Regions from separate parts of the Sus scrofa genome. Here region 2 is linked to region 1. The links are chromatin contacts, called in public Hi-C maps. All regions are on one chromosome and are shown on one strand. The core of a region is the stretch at or near the end of the contact, and the rest is flanking DNA. Distances in the headings are between cores, read along the strand shown.

What was found. Hi-C and Micro-C count contacts between places; a contact is called where the count stands out from the background.
Region 2: a Hi-C map of liver shows a contact between it and region 1, with 2.2 times the contacts expected there. The contact joins the promoter of SLC25A42 here to the enhancer-like site in region 1. A contact is called at or near these places in 2 of 5 promoter capture datasets (fetal liver and liver), 14 of 47 Hi-C or Micro-C datasets (embryonic fibroblasts, epiblast stem cells, fetal heart ventricle and 7 more) and 1 of 2 datasets of contacts at active chromatin or transcription factors (skeletal muscle).

The regions. Positions count from the first base shown.
Region 1 is chr2:58,761,985-58,767,680 of Sscrofa11.1, forward strand. It overlaps SLC25A42 (mitochondrial coenzyme A transporter SLC25A42), which reads right to left. Exons shown (of 8, transcript XM_021083444.1): 2 at 4,425-4,536; 3 at 526-631. Among named protein-coding and RNA genes, the nearest start is that of TMEM161A, 36 kb to the left of the region's middle. Within about 2 kb of position 3,342, at least 3 of the 83 cell types and tissues checked have an H3K27ac peak or open chromatin away from gene starts, as enhancers often do. A contact at or near this core is called in liver, where this site is marked.
Region 2 is chr2:58,800,585-58,806,280 of Sscrofa11.1, forward strand. SLC25A42 (mitochondrial coenzyme A transporter SLC25A42) reads right to left here and starts at 2,772. Exons shown (of 8, transcript XM_021083444.1): 1 at 1,189-2,772. The coding sequence starts at 1,319. It overlaps LOC100511007 (a long non-coding RNA gene), which reads left to right and starts at 546. Exons shown (of 2, transcript NR_045043.1): 1 at 546-608; 2 at 1,125-2,657.

The DNA.
Region 1 (5,696 bases), core at 2,092-4,591:
GGTGCAGCCCTAAAAAGACATAAAAGAAAAAAATTCAGATCCAGGAGTTCCCGTCGTGGCTCAGTGGTTAACAAATCCGACTAGGAACCATGAGGTTGCAGGTTCGATCCCTGGCCTTGCTCAGTGGGTTAAGGATCCGGCATTGCCGTGAACTGTAGTATATGTTGCAGACACGGCTCGGATCCCACATTGCTGTGGCTCTGGCACAGGCTGGTGGCTACAGCTCTGATTAGACCCCTAGCCTGGGAACATCCATATGCCACAGAAGCGGCCCGAGAAATGGCAAAAAGGCCAAAAAGACCAAAAAAAAAAAAAAAAAAAATCAGATCTGGCATTGCTGCTCAGATTCAGCTGGCTCAGAAACTTCCATATGCCGTGGGTGTGGTCAGGAAAACAAACAACAAACAAAAAAAACCCCAATAACCATCCATTTGCAGTGCAGTTTTCGGAGGTGCCAGTGGAGGAGGAGAGTGATTACCTGGCAGCTTCTCTAATGCATGGGACAGATAGTCAGGCAGCATTTACCTTGGAAGATGATTTTGGTTCGGTCCAGGGGAGCTACTGCTGTTTTGGCAAGAGCACCAGCCAGGGCCCCCGAAAGGAGGGAGCTGAGAACTTGCCTGTGATCACTCTGCAAAAAAACACACACACACACAAACACATGGTCTGTCATCAAAGGTGTCTGCCTGGTCACTTTCCTGAGAGGAACATCTCTCTTCTCCCTCTGGCCCAGGCACATGGTGGCCAGAGTGACACAGCCTTGCTGGGCCCTGGGCAGGCTGGGGTGAGCTGTGGCGGGTCCAACAGCCAGAAACTGATGGGACATAATGAATAGGCCACAAGAACCATCCACGTGAGAGGTAACATGCTAGCTGGGCTGTTCCGTGAAGTTCCCAGTTCTTAGAGATGGCCTATGACAGGACTGACTCCAAACATGAGTCACCCCTGACCTGTCCTTCTTGCAAGCCTTGGTTCCACCCATTGCCTATGTGTGAAGTACTTTTGCACTGCAGTATTTCAGGGTAAGGTATCCTTGTGATCTGAGGGGTGGGTAGGCAGGATCAGGCAGGCAGACTCTGACTCTGAGCAGCTAACTGCCTGTGTGTGTGTGTGTGTGTGTGTAAAAGCATGCATGAATGGAACACTCAGAAGCACCTGTGAAAAGAAGTAGGGGGCCTGGGGGAACCACAAGGGGGGCAGGGTGGCTGACACAGGGAAAGGAAGGGGGCACAGGGAAGACAGGAGAGATGAAAAGTGGGTGGGGCTGGACCCCACAGAGTGTGGGGGGCCTGGCAAGGAAGCTGGTCATTGCCTAAAGAGAAGCAGAGGAGCGTGGAAGGTGAACAAGCCATTTAAACTGGAACCAGAGAACAGGCAACTCCTCCAAAACCCAGGATGGAGACGACAGAGGCTGGGTCCAGGTGAGGCTGTCAGAGGGGAGGGATGAGGGGGTATCTGGGGGAGCATTGGCAGCCTGGGTCCGAGTAGACATAGTGGGGTCCAGGGCAATGCCCTGAGTTTGCTCAGCGCAGCAGGTGGCTGGGGGGGGAGGGGCTGGGTCTGTCCACACTCCTGACCTGGCTCTGGGCCTGTCTTGACTGATTGCAGTGACTGAATGGCCGCTCTGGTCTTCTGTTTCTCATCTTTTTTTGTTTGTTTGTTTGTCTTTTTGTCTTTTTCTAGGGCTGCACTCGCGGCATATGTAAGTTCCCAGGCTGGGGGTCTAATTGGAGCTGTTGCTGCCGGCCTTCGCCAGAGCCACAGCAACGCAGGATCTAAGCCAAGTCTGCGACCCATACCACAGCTCACGTCAACACCAGATCCTTAACCCACTGAGCAAGGCCAGAAATCGAACCTGCAACCTCATGGTTCCTAGTCGGATTTGTTAACCACTGAGCCACGAAGGGAACTCCTGTTCCTCATCTTTGACACAGTGAGGCACTGTCTCCTGGCCTGGGTCCCAGATATTATCCCAAGTGTCCTGGATGCTCCCAGGGGCCCTGTTTGCTCTCCCCTAATGTCCCTGGAGCACCCTCCACCAGCCCAGCCCACCTTTCCCTAAAAGAACAAATTCCCACAGCAGGTGGGATTCTGTCTTCTTGCTTCACAGAGGCTTCACTGTGGGGTTCTATCTTCTTGCTTCACAGAGGCCTGTCACTGGGGACCCCTGCCTTTCCTGTGTCACACAGCAAGGTTCTGGGCGGCTGGTCCCACTGGCTTTGAGGGATGTGGACATCAGATACCAGAAGGCTCAGTGGTGCTCCTGGCATCGGCTCCAAGGCCTAACTGGCCCTCTGCGAATCAATGTGGTCACCACTCACCTCAAGCCACGGTAGCGGAAGGGATGCCCCATGTCACTGGGCGCTAGAGGCGGAGCTGATGTGTCCCTTCCATGTCCCTCACCAGGTTACTTCCTGTGGAACCTGCTGTTCCTACAATCACAAGGCTAGCTGTGCGCATAGGTAACGCACACATCCTTGAACCCTAACTCTTGATGTGGTGCTCTAGGGACTTGCTGTGAGCCCACTTCTCATGCTTAGTGGAGGAGGTGGCTGCTGCCTTTGGCCGAAGCTTCCAGGGACTCTTAAATGACCACAGGCAGCTTATTCTTTAAAGAGTTTGGTGTAGGCACCACTGAGCAAAGTCTCCATATCCATCACATGGAGAAATCCTGCAAAGGAGGCATGGGCCAGGCAGCCTGGTAGGGAAGAAATGGGTGATTCACCCGAGCAGTGAATACCATACGAAGATGCCCAACTCCTTAACCAATGAAGTGAGACTTTGGAGTTCCTGTCACAGCGGAGATGAATCCGACTGTGAACCATGAGGTTGTGGGTTCGATCCCTGGCCTCGCTCAGTGGGTTGGGGATCCGGCATTGCCATGGGCTGCAGTGTGGGTCGCAGGTGCGGCTCAGATCCCGTGTTGCTATGGCTGTGGTGTAGGCCTCCAGCTGTAGCACCGACTGGACCCCTAGCCTGGGAGCCTCCATATGCTGCCGGGGTGGGGAGCCAAAAAAAAAGAAGTGGGACTTTGCAGAGTGACTTCTCTGCTCTGGGCTGGCCAAGTGGGTCCAGACTGACGTGGGTCGTGCCAGCCAGCATGTGTGTTCCAGCGCATGCTGGCACGGGGGCGGGGGGGGGCTTTGCTAAGCATGTCTGTTTGTTGGGATCCATCCAGCAGCCTAGTGGGGGGAAGGCCACGTCTCCCTCATACTCTGCTGGGAAGTTCACTCAACTTGCTCTGGGGCTCACCCCCTCCCCCCAGTGTGGTGATGGTGGCCTTGGGAATCAGTCCTTCTGCCCGCCTGGCACTCCACAGGGTGACCAGGAATTCAGGGAAAGGTCAGGAGGGCCAAAGGATGGTGCTGATTTGGCCTTTGAGCCTGTGGACTTTGAGAACTGCCTGTGGGTGCCTGAGCCAAAGTGGCAATAAAGATGGGGCTGGGTCTGTCTGTGTTCTAGGTTCAGCTGGGAGAACTTCTACCCACTTCTACAGTGAACAAGGACAGGGCTGATCCGATTTCTTTATGAGGGAATAAACAAACCTTCTGTCTTCAATTGAAGGGCATAATTAGTAGATAAACGTCAGAGCTGAGAGTAAACACAGCACTGGGGCGCCCTCTTCTGCAGTCCACCCCACCTTTGGCTAATGCTTTTTTTTTTTTAGGGCTGCACTTGCAGCATATGGAAATTCCTAGGCTAGGGGTTGAATCGGAGCTGCAGCTGCTGGCTTGCACCACAACCATGCCAGATCCGAGCCACGTCTGCAACCTACACTACAGTTCATGGTGACGCTGGATCCTGTAACCCACTGAGCAAGGCCAGGGATCGAACCTGCATCCTCACGGATCCTAGCTGGGTTCTTTTTTTTTTTTTTTTTTTTTTTTTGTCTTTTTGCCATTTCTTGGGCCGCTCCTGTGGCATATGGGAGGTTCCCAGGCTAGGGGTCTAATCGGAGCTGTAGCCGCCAGCCTACGCCAGAGCCACAGCAACTCGGGATCCGAGCCACGTCTGCGACCTACGCCACAGCTCACGGCAACGCCGGATCGTTAACCCACTGAGCAAGGGCAGGAATCGAACCCGCAACCTCATGGTTCCTAGTCGGATTCGTTAACCACTGCGCCACGACGGGAATTCCCCTAGTTGGGTTCTTAACCCGCTGAGCCACAGATGGAACTCCCTTGGCTAATTCTTTTGTGTTGGCAAATCTGAGCAAGCAAAGGGGCTCAAGGACACCTTTGACCTCCCAGCCAAATGTGGGCGAGGTTTCTGGCTTCTCGCCAAGTGGAGGGGCAGCTGGTTTCACAGCACAAATAGGGCTATAAAAATGGAATCAAAAGCAGCCTGTCACTGCTCCCCCCTCATTGTAAATGGGGTGTGAGCACAGAATAGGGAGCCGGTGGGAACGCCCATGGAGTACTTGCCTTTGAAGAGACAGGCGAGTGCAGGACAGACTCAGCATCCTCACGCAAACGCACCACGCCTTCCTTCACACCATTACCCATTCCAGGCCTGCTCAGGACGGTGGGGAGACTCCTGGGAGCAAGAGGGAGGAGGTGAGAAGGCAGCCTGCTTCCCCCACCATGGGCCTGGGGCCTGTGACTCATCCTCAAGTCCCCCAGAAGCCAGCACTGCTCCAGTGGTACCCTTTTCCTAACCTGGCTTCAGTTTCCCTGCAGGAGAAAGACACTGGAACCTACATCACAGTGACACAGTCCCCTCTACAAAAGCTCTTCTCATTGGCTTTTTTTTTCCAGTCTTTTTGGTCTTTTTGTCTTTTCTAGGGACATAACCAAGGCATATGGAGGTTCCCAGGCTAGGGTCTAATCAGAGCTGTAGCCACCGGCCTACGGCCAGAGCCACAGCAACGTGGGATTCGAGCCACGTCTGCAACCTATACCACAGGTCTCGGCAATGCCAGATCCTCGACCCACTGAGCAAGGCCAGGGATCTAACCTGCAACCTCATGGTTCCTAGTTGGATTCGTTAACCACTGCGCCACGGCGGGAACTCCCTCATTGGCTTTTTTTAGCTCATCATCATAAACAGGCCTTTGAGTCTATTTAAAAAATTTTTTTTAATTTTAATTTTTAAATTATTTTTATTTTTATTTTTTATTTTTTGGGGTCTTTTTGCTTTTTTCTAAGGCCACTCCCCCGGCATATGGAGGTTCCCAGGCTAGGGGTCTAATTGGAGCTGTAGCTGCCGGCCACGGCCACAGCAATGCCAGATCCAAGACATCTTTGACCTACACCACAGCTCAGGCAACGCCGGATCCTTAACCCACTGAGCAAGGCCAGGGATTGAACCCGCAACCTCATGGTTCCCAGTCGGATTCGTTAACCACTAGGCCACGACAGGAACTCCTTTTTTTTTAATTTTTAATTTTGTTTTTTGGCTTTTTAGGGCAGCACCCACAGCATATGGAGGTTCCCAGGCTAGGGGTTGATTTGGAACTGTAGCTGCTGGCCTGCACCACAGCCACAGCCATACCAGATCCAAGCTGCATCTGCGACCTACAGCATAGCTCACGGCAACGCCAGAGCCTCAACCCACTGAGCAAGGCCAGAGATCGAACCTGTGTGCTCATGGATGCTAATCAGATTCATTTCCACTGAGCCATGATGGGAACTCCTCTATTTTTTAATGTAATACCAACTGCCTAGATTGGCTCAGAGAGGTTAAGCTGCCAGCAA
Region 2 (5,696 bases), core at 1,522-4,021, 38 kb after region 1:
ACTCCTAAGGAACAGCTGCAAGGAGGGTGGGGGGTCCCCTCCCCTGCCAACTCCACAAAGATGAACACAACAGATGGGCAAAAATGGGGTTGGCCCACAGAGAAGGGTCAGCAGCCATGCTCAGGAAGGTGTGGGCAATGCCTCCCCAATTAAATCGCTTTAGATTTGTTGCTGGTAAAAAGGAGATAATTCCGGTTTGTCTGGCTGAAGGGATTATTCTAAGCCCGGAAATCACTTTATAGACCGCCATAAATGAAAAAATATCTGGGTAGGCTTTTCTTGGGGATTGTGTGTGTGGAGGGTGCAGTGATCCTGAGATAGCAAAGCTTGGGTGAATGTTGGAAAACCTGGGGAAATTGGGAAGGACTAGGGAGGGGGCACAAATACACCTGTGTCTGAACGGAAGTAAGGGTGGGTGCACAGACTAGGGATGTGCGAGTGATGAGAGGGCTGCAAGGGGCAGAGGGCAAGTGTGTGCATGTGTTGGGGGAGTACCTGAGGGCAATGACCCAGATTACTTAAGGGAGGGAGCAGTGAGAGGGTCATAGTCCTGGGTATGAGAAAGCTGGTGAGGAGATAGGAACGGGTCTAGATGTGAATGGGGGACGGTAAGTTTGGGGTGACAGGCTCAGGTATGGGTGTGGAGGTACAAGCCCAGGTGTGGTATCGAGGGGGACGGAAAGGAGGGTGGAGACTACCCAGTGGTGTGGGGGTGTCATCAGGGACGGACTGAGACGACATGGGAGGCATTCGTGAGCAGGGGCGAGTGTCGGGTGTGTAAGGGGGAATATGAGTGGGAGCATAGACTCAGATGCGTGAGGGGGTGCAGGCTCAACTGTGCGGGGAGCCTGGGGGCATGGCCCCAAGGGGGTGGGGGATGTCAGCAAGGCGGACAGTCTTAGGTATGTAAGGGGAGATGTCAACGAGAATGGATGTGATGTCAGGTGTGTGGGGGCTGACAGTGAGTCTCACATCCGGCTGGGGGCCCTCAGGGGATACCAGACGCGGGACGTGGAGGTCGGGAGGGTGGGCTTTAACCTCTTCCAGTCCCGGTGATGCTGCTGTCACGCCCCGCCTCGTCTGCCCTCGTTCCAGGCCCATGACAGAACTGTGCATCGCCCTAGGTCGGCCCGAAGGGCGCGGGCCCCCCTACGCCTGCGCCACCCCACGCCCCCCGTGCCCCCTCACCGGCTGGGAAGCGTCGCCGCCGCCGCTGCCGCCGCCACCTCCACCGCCACAGCCCCGCCTCGCGCACTCTCGGCGCGCGCCGCGGGAGGGATCCACGCTGTACTCCGATTGGCTGCCTGCTGGCCAACCATCTCTGAAGACGGCGGATATTGGTGAGCATGAAGCGGACGGGCAGCCCTTGCAGCCAATAACTGGGGGATAGAGGCGGGGCTGTTGGGAGAGGCTGCGGGTCCCGGGGGTGCCCTGCTGGGTGTGAGGAGCTGGGAGGCGAGGGCCTGTAGGCAGGCGAAGATTGGAGCCCTCGGAGAAGATGGGCAGCCCCAAGGACCAATCGCTTGGGAGAAAGGGCGGGGCTCCAAAGAAGCTGGCGCGACTGGCAGCGAGGAACGGAGGGCGTAGCCCGGAGGGCGACGGAGATTGGCTGCGAAGCCAAAGACAGGCAGGGCCGGCGGCCAGTCGCGAGGGCCGTGGGCGGTGCGCCCTGGACCAGACTTTGGAGCAAAGGAGGTGTAGAGTTTGGCCCTGAGCACTGTGGCCCGAGGTGGCCTTGGGAGTCTGGCGTAGGGTCCCCTCAGGCTGTGGCAAAGTCAGGCTCTCTGGCCACCCAGTGCAGAAGCAGGACCTCCAACTTGAGCGGCGAACTTGGCCACTAATAGGAAATACCCACTATTCCCCTGCAAAGGATACGGAGGGGGCAGAGAGTCTCGCTGGAAGTCACTCAGCTGTCCTCCACAGCTCCGGGTAATGGCAAAATGTGGAAATAGGTGGAATCTTACGTGCTTTGTGATCTTCTGGAAATGTTTGACTTCTCCGAGTACAAACTTGCTCCTCACAGGACTGAATGACATCCCTGTCAGGCCACTTCCCTGCTAAATCTTTGGTGAATTAACTGAATCCTAACCAGAATCCCATGAGGTCAAAGCGACTACTGGCTCCATTTTACAGAAACCAGAACACAGAGAGGTCAAATCCTTGCCCATGCTCACACAGCACTTCAGCAGGCCCAAAGTTGCCTGGTTTTTGGAAGTAGGGTAAGGCCGTGCCAAAGGACAGCCATGGGGGACCTGAGTGACACAGGTTTGAATACTTGTCCAGCCACTAGCTGACATTACAACAGATATGGTGTACGAGTCCCTGAGACCTTATGTTCTGAAGTAAAAGACTTTCTTTAGCCTCCCAAACTCAGTCTCAAAAAACTGACTCAAGAGTTAATGATTAGGAAATATTGTTACGGCTAAAAAACTAGTTAAAACAGGAGTTGCTGTTGTGGCTCAGTGGTTAATGAACCTGAGTAGTATCCATGAGGATGGAGCTTCAATCCCTGGCCTTTCTCAGTGGGTTAAGGATCCAGCATTGCTGTGGCTGTGGTGTAGGCCAGTAGCTACAGCTGCGATTTGACCCTAGGCTGAGAACCTCCATATGCTGCAGTGCGGCCATAAAAGACAAAAAGACCAAAAAAAAAAAAAAAAGAAAAACAAAACTAGGAAAACAGTCTCCATTATATTATGTCCTACCTTGACCCACTAACTTATTACTAATGGTTACTTTCTTTTCTTCTTCTTCTTCTTTTTTTTTTTTTTGTCTTTTTTGTCTTTTCTAGGGCCGCTCCCACGGCATATGGAGGGTCCCAGGCTAGGGGTCAAATTGGAGCTGTAGCTGCCGGCCTACACCAGAGCCACAGCAACGCCAGATCTGAGCCATGTCTTCGACCTACACCACAGCTCACGGCAGCAACGGATCCTTAACCCACTGAGCAAGGCCAGGGATTGAACCCGCAACCTCATAGTTCCTAGTCAGATTCATTAGTCACTGAGCCACGACAGAAACTCTAGTTAGAGTTATATTGCACCTGGTGTTTTCTTTTCATCTGAAACACTTCCTTAACACCCCCTTCCTTTTGTGAGCAATCTTCACTTCAGAGAGAAGGTCAAGGTTCAATAACCCCAAAGACCACCAGAGACTGTCACCAGACCACCTGACTCTGGCCTTGATGACTTTGAAATGATCTATGGAGGGAGAGGAACACAGGCACCCAAATCCTTACCAACAGCCCTGTTTTCTCAGGCTAAACCTATAAAACCCCTTGCTATCCCCTCTCAAGGCAGGACACAGTTTTGAGGGTGTTAGCCTACTGTGGCCTCCTCTGCCTCGCAAAGTAATAAAGCTGTTCTTTCTGCTTTGCCCAAAACTCTGTCTCCAAGTCTTAATTTGTGCTGGTGTACAGAGGCCACATTTCGGCTATTCAACCTTAGGCAATGCACTTGTGAACCTCAGTTTCCTCAAGGGACAATGATTCCTACACCTGATCTTTCCTCTCTGGGGCTGCTCCCCTGGGAGAACTTACATTCCAGCCATCACCTTGACCTTCTGGTGAAAGCATTTGACCCTGCACAGATCACATCTGGCCTGTGAGCCCCAGCTTTTCTGTGAGGTGTGGGGTCATGAGATTCTTTGCAGATAGTTAGGGAGACACTTGCAGTCCAGCACCAGGCTGTGTCACTGGCACCTCCCCAAAGCCTACCCTGTTCTCTGACTCACAAAGTGCACCCCTTTAATCTCTGGGGCATAGAGGATTACAAATATTCCCAGATACTGGCTCTTATTTCTTCTAGGTGTGGGCGGGTGTTGGTGGAAATCGAGTTAAGAACAAGAGAATCCTGGGAGGGAGCAAGGCTGAGCTAGACTGTAATAAGTGCTCACAGTTTAGATCTGGACAATCCCCCGGCTAAGTTCTCAATCCATAACTTTGCAAAGGGCCCATCTGAGGATACAATGAGGGCTCACAAGGGGAAGTCACTAGCTTGAGGTTACCATCAGATGCCTGATATTCCCATGATGTTCCCACCTGAGTCTCTGCTCAAATAGCTCCCAACTGTGGTTTGCTTCCCTGCAATTTCCAGGCCCTAGTCTCCATCCTGCCCTCTGGAGAAGAGATGGAAGCTGAGTCTGGTGAACACCTACTGGGTATCATATCCTTGCAGGGCTCAAATATCATCTTATGGAGTTCCTGCTGTGGCACAACAGGGTTGGCAGTGTCTTTGGAGCATTGGAACACAGGTTTGCTCCCTGGCCCAGTAGGTTAAGGATCCAGCATTGCCACAGATGCAACTTATGTATATCACAATTTCAGCACAGATCTGATCCCTGGCCAGGGAACTCCATATGCTGTGGGATGGCAAAAACAAACAAATAAAAATCCCAACCAAGAAACAAACAAAATCTCATGACCTGACTTCCAGAGAGGGGTGTTGGTGGCCCACCTTGCAGGTGGGAAAACTGAGTTTTGTGCAACAAGTGTCTCTTACTGGAAGGGCCCTGGGTTTGAATCCCTGCTCTTCTTGACTTGTTGATCATAGGACCTTTAGCAAGTGACTCAAACGCCCTGCTTCAGTTTCTCCAAGGAGCTTCCGGGGTTGATAGGAGCATTAATGAAATGAATGGAAGCAAACCACAACCGTGCTGATCTGCAGTGAGTGCTTGCTGAGTGTGGGCTGGATAAACTGTTCTTTTCCAGGGCCTCCGTTTCCCACTCTCTAAATAGCACTTGATGGAATGCGAGCAGAGAGACCAACTATGGGTGTGGTCTGCCACCCAAATAGGGAGATATTTATCCTGCAGGAGTCCTCACCTTCGGTGCTCACCTGTCAGGTCTTGTGAGGGAAGCGGCAAGCTCCTGGAAAGTCCCACAGTACCCCCGGGGACAGTGCCAACTGAGGCAAAGGTCAGGCAGTGGCCCAGCGCTGGGCTGCCTCTCCGGATGGTGCCAGAGGTGCTGGCTGGGCTCTGGCTTCTGTTCACTTGTCAGCAAGGTGGCACTGGCCAGTCTCCCAGCCATCTTCCAACAGTGGCAGGCTGTGCCTCTTGGCACCAGCAACTGACACCCTCCCACCATGGGCACCCCGGCTGTACTTGGTCAGGGTTTCCTGGGGGAGGGAGCGGGATCCCAGCTCTTCCCCATCCTCCTGGCTTCCCCTAGGCCAGACACTGATTCTCTGCCTTGCCCTGCCCCCGCCCCCAGTTTCTTCCACTTCTTGAGGATCCCAGGAATCATCTGACACGATGGCCACAAGCCAGGCCTGGGCACAGTGACAGGGCTTAATCAACCAAGGCTAGAGAGCCATTTGCCCAAGGTCAGGGCAATACTGGCAACAGAGGAGGGGCATGAAGGCAGGCCAAACTGGGTTCTCATCCCACTGCCACCCCTCAAATGCCTGCTGGTGAAGCTGTTTCTCATCTGGAAAATGGAGTTCACAGGCCCTGCCTCTCAGAGATGTGTTTTCAGTGAAGAGGTAACAGTGTTCCTTCCCAGGACCCTGGCTGGAGCGATACATCCTGGATGGACACCCTGGTCTCAATGGACAACATCAAGCCTGACTAGTTTCAAGGCAGTCCCACTCAGCCTCCCAGAGGCTCAGGGAGGTCAGGCCACTCCTCTAAAATCACACAGCAGTAGAGACATAACTGAAAGTCCTGGCTCCTCCCTTGTAGCGGTTTTCCCCTCAGCCCAT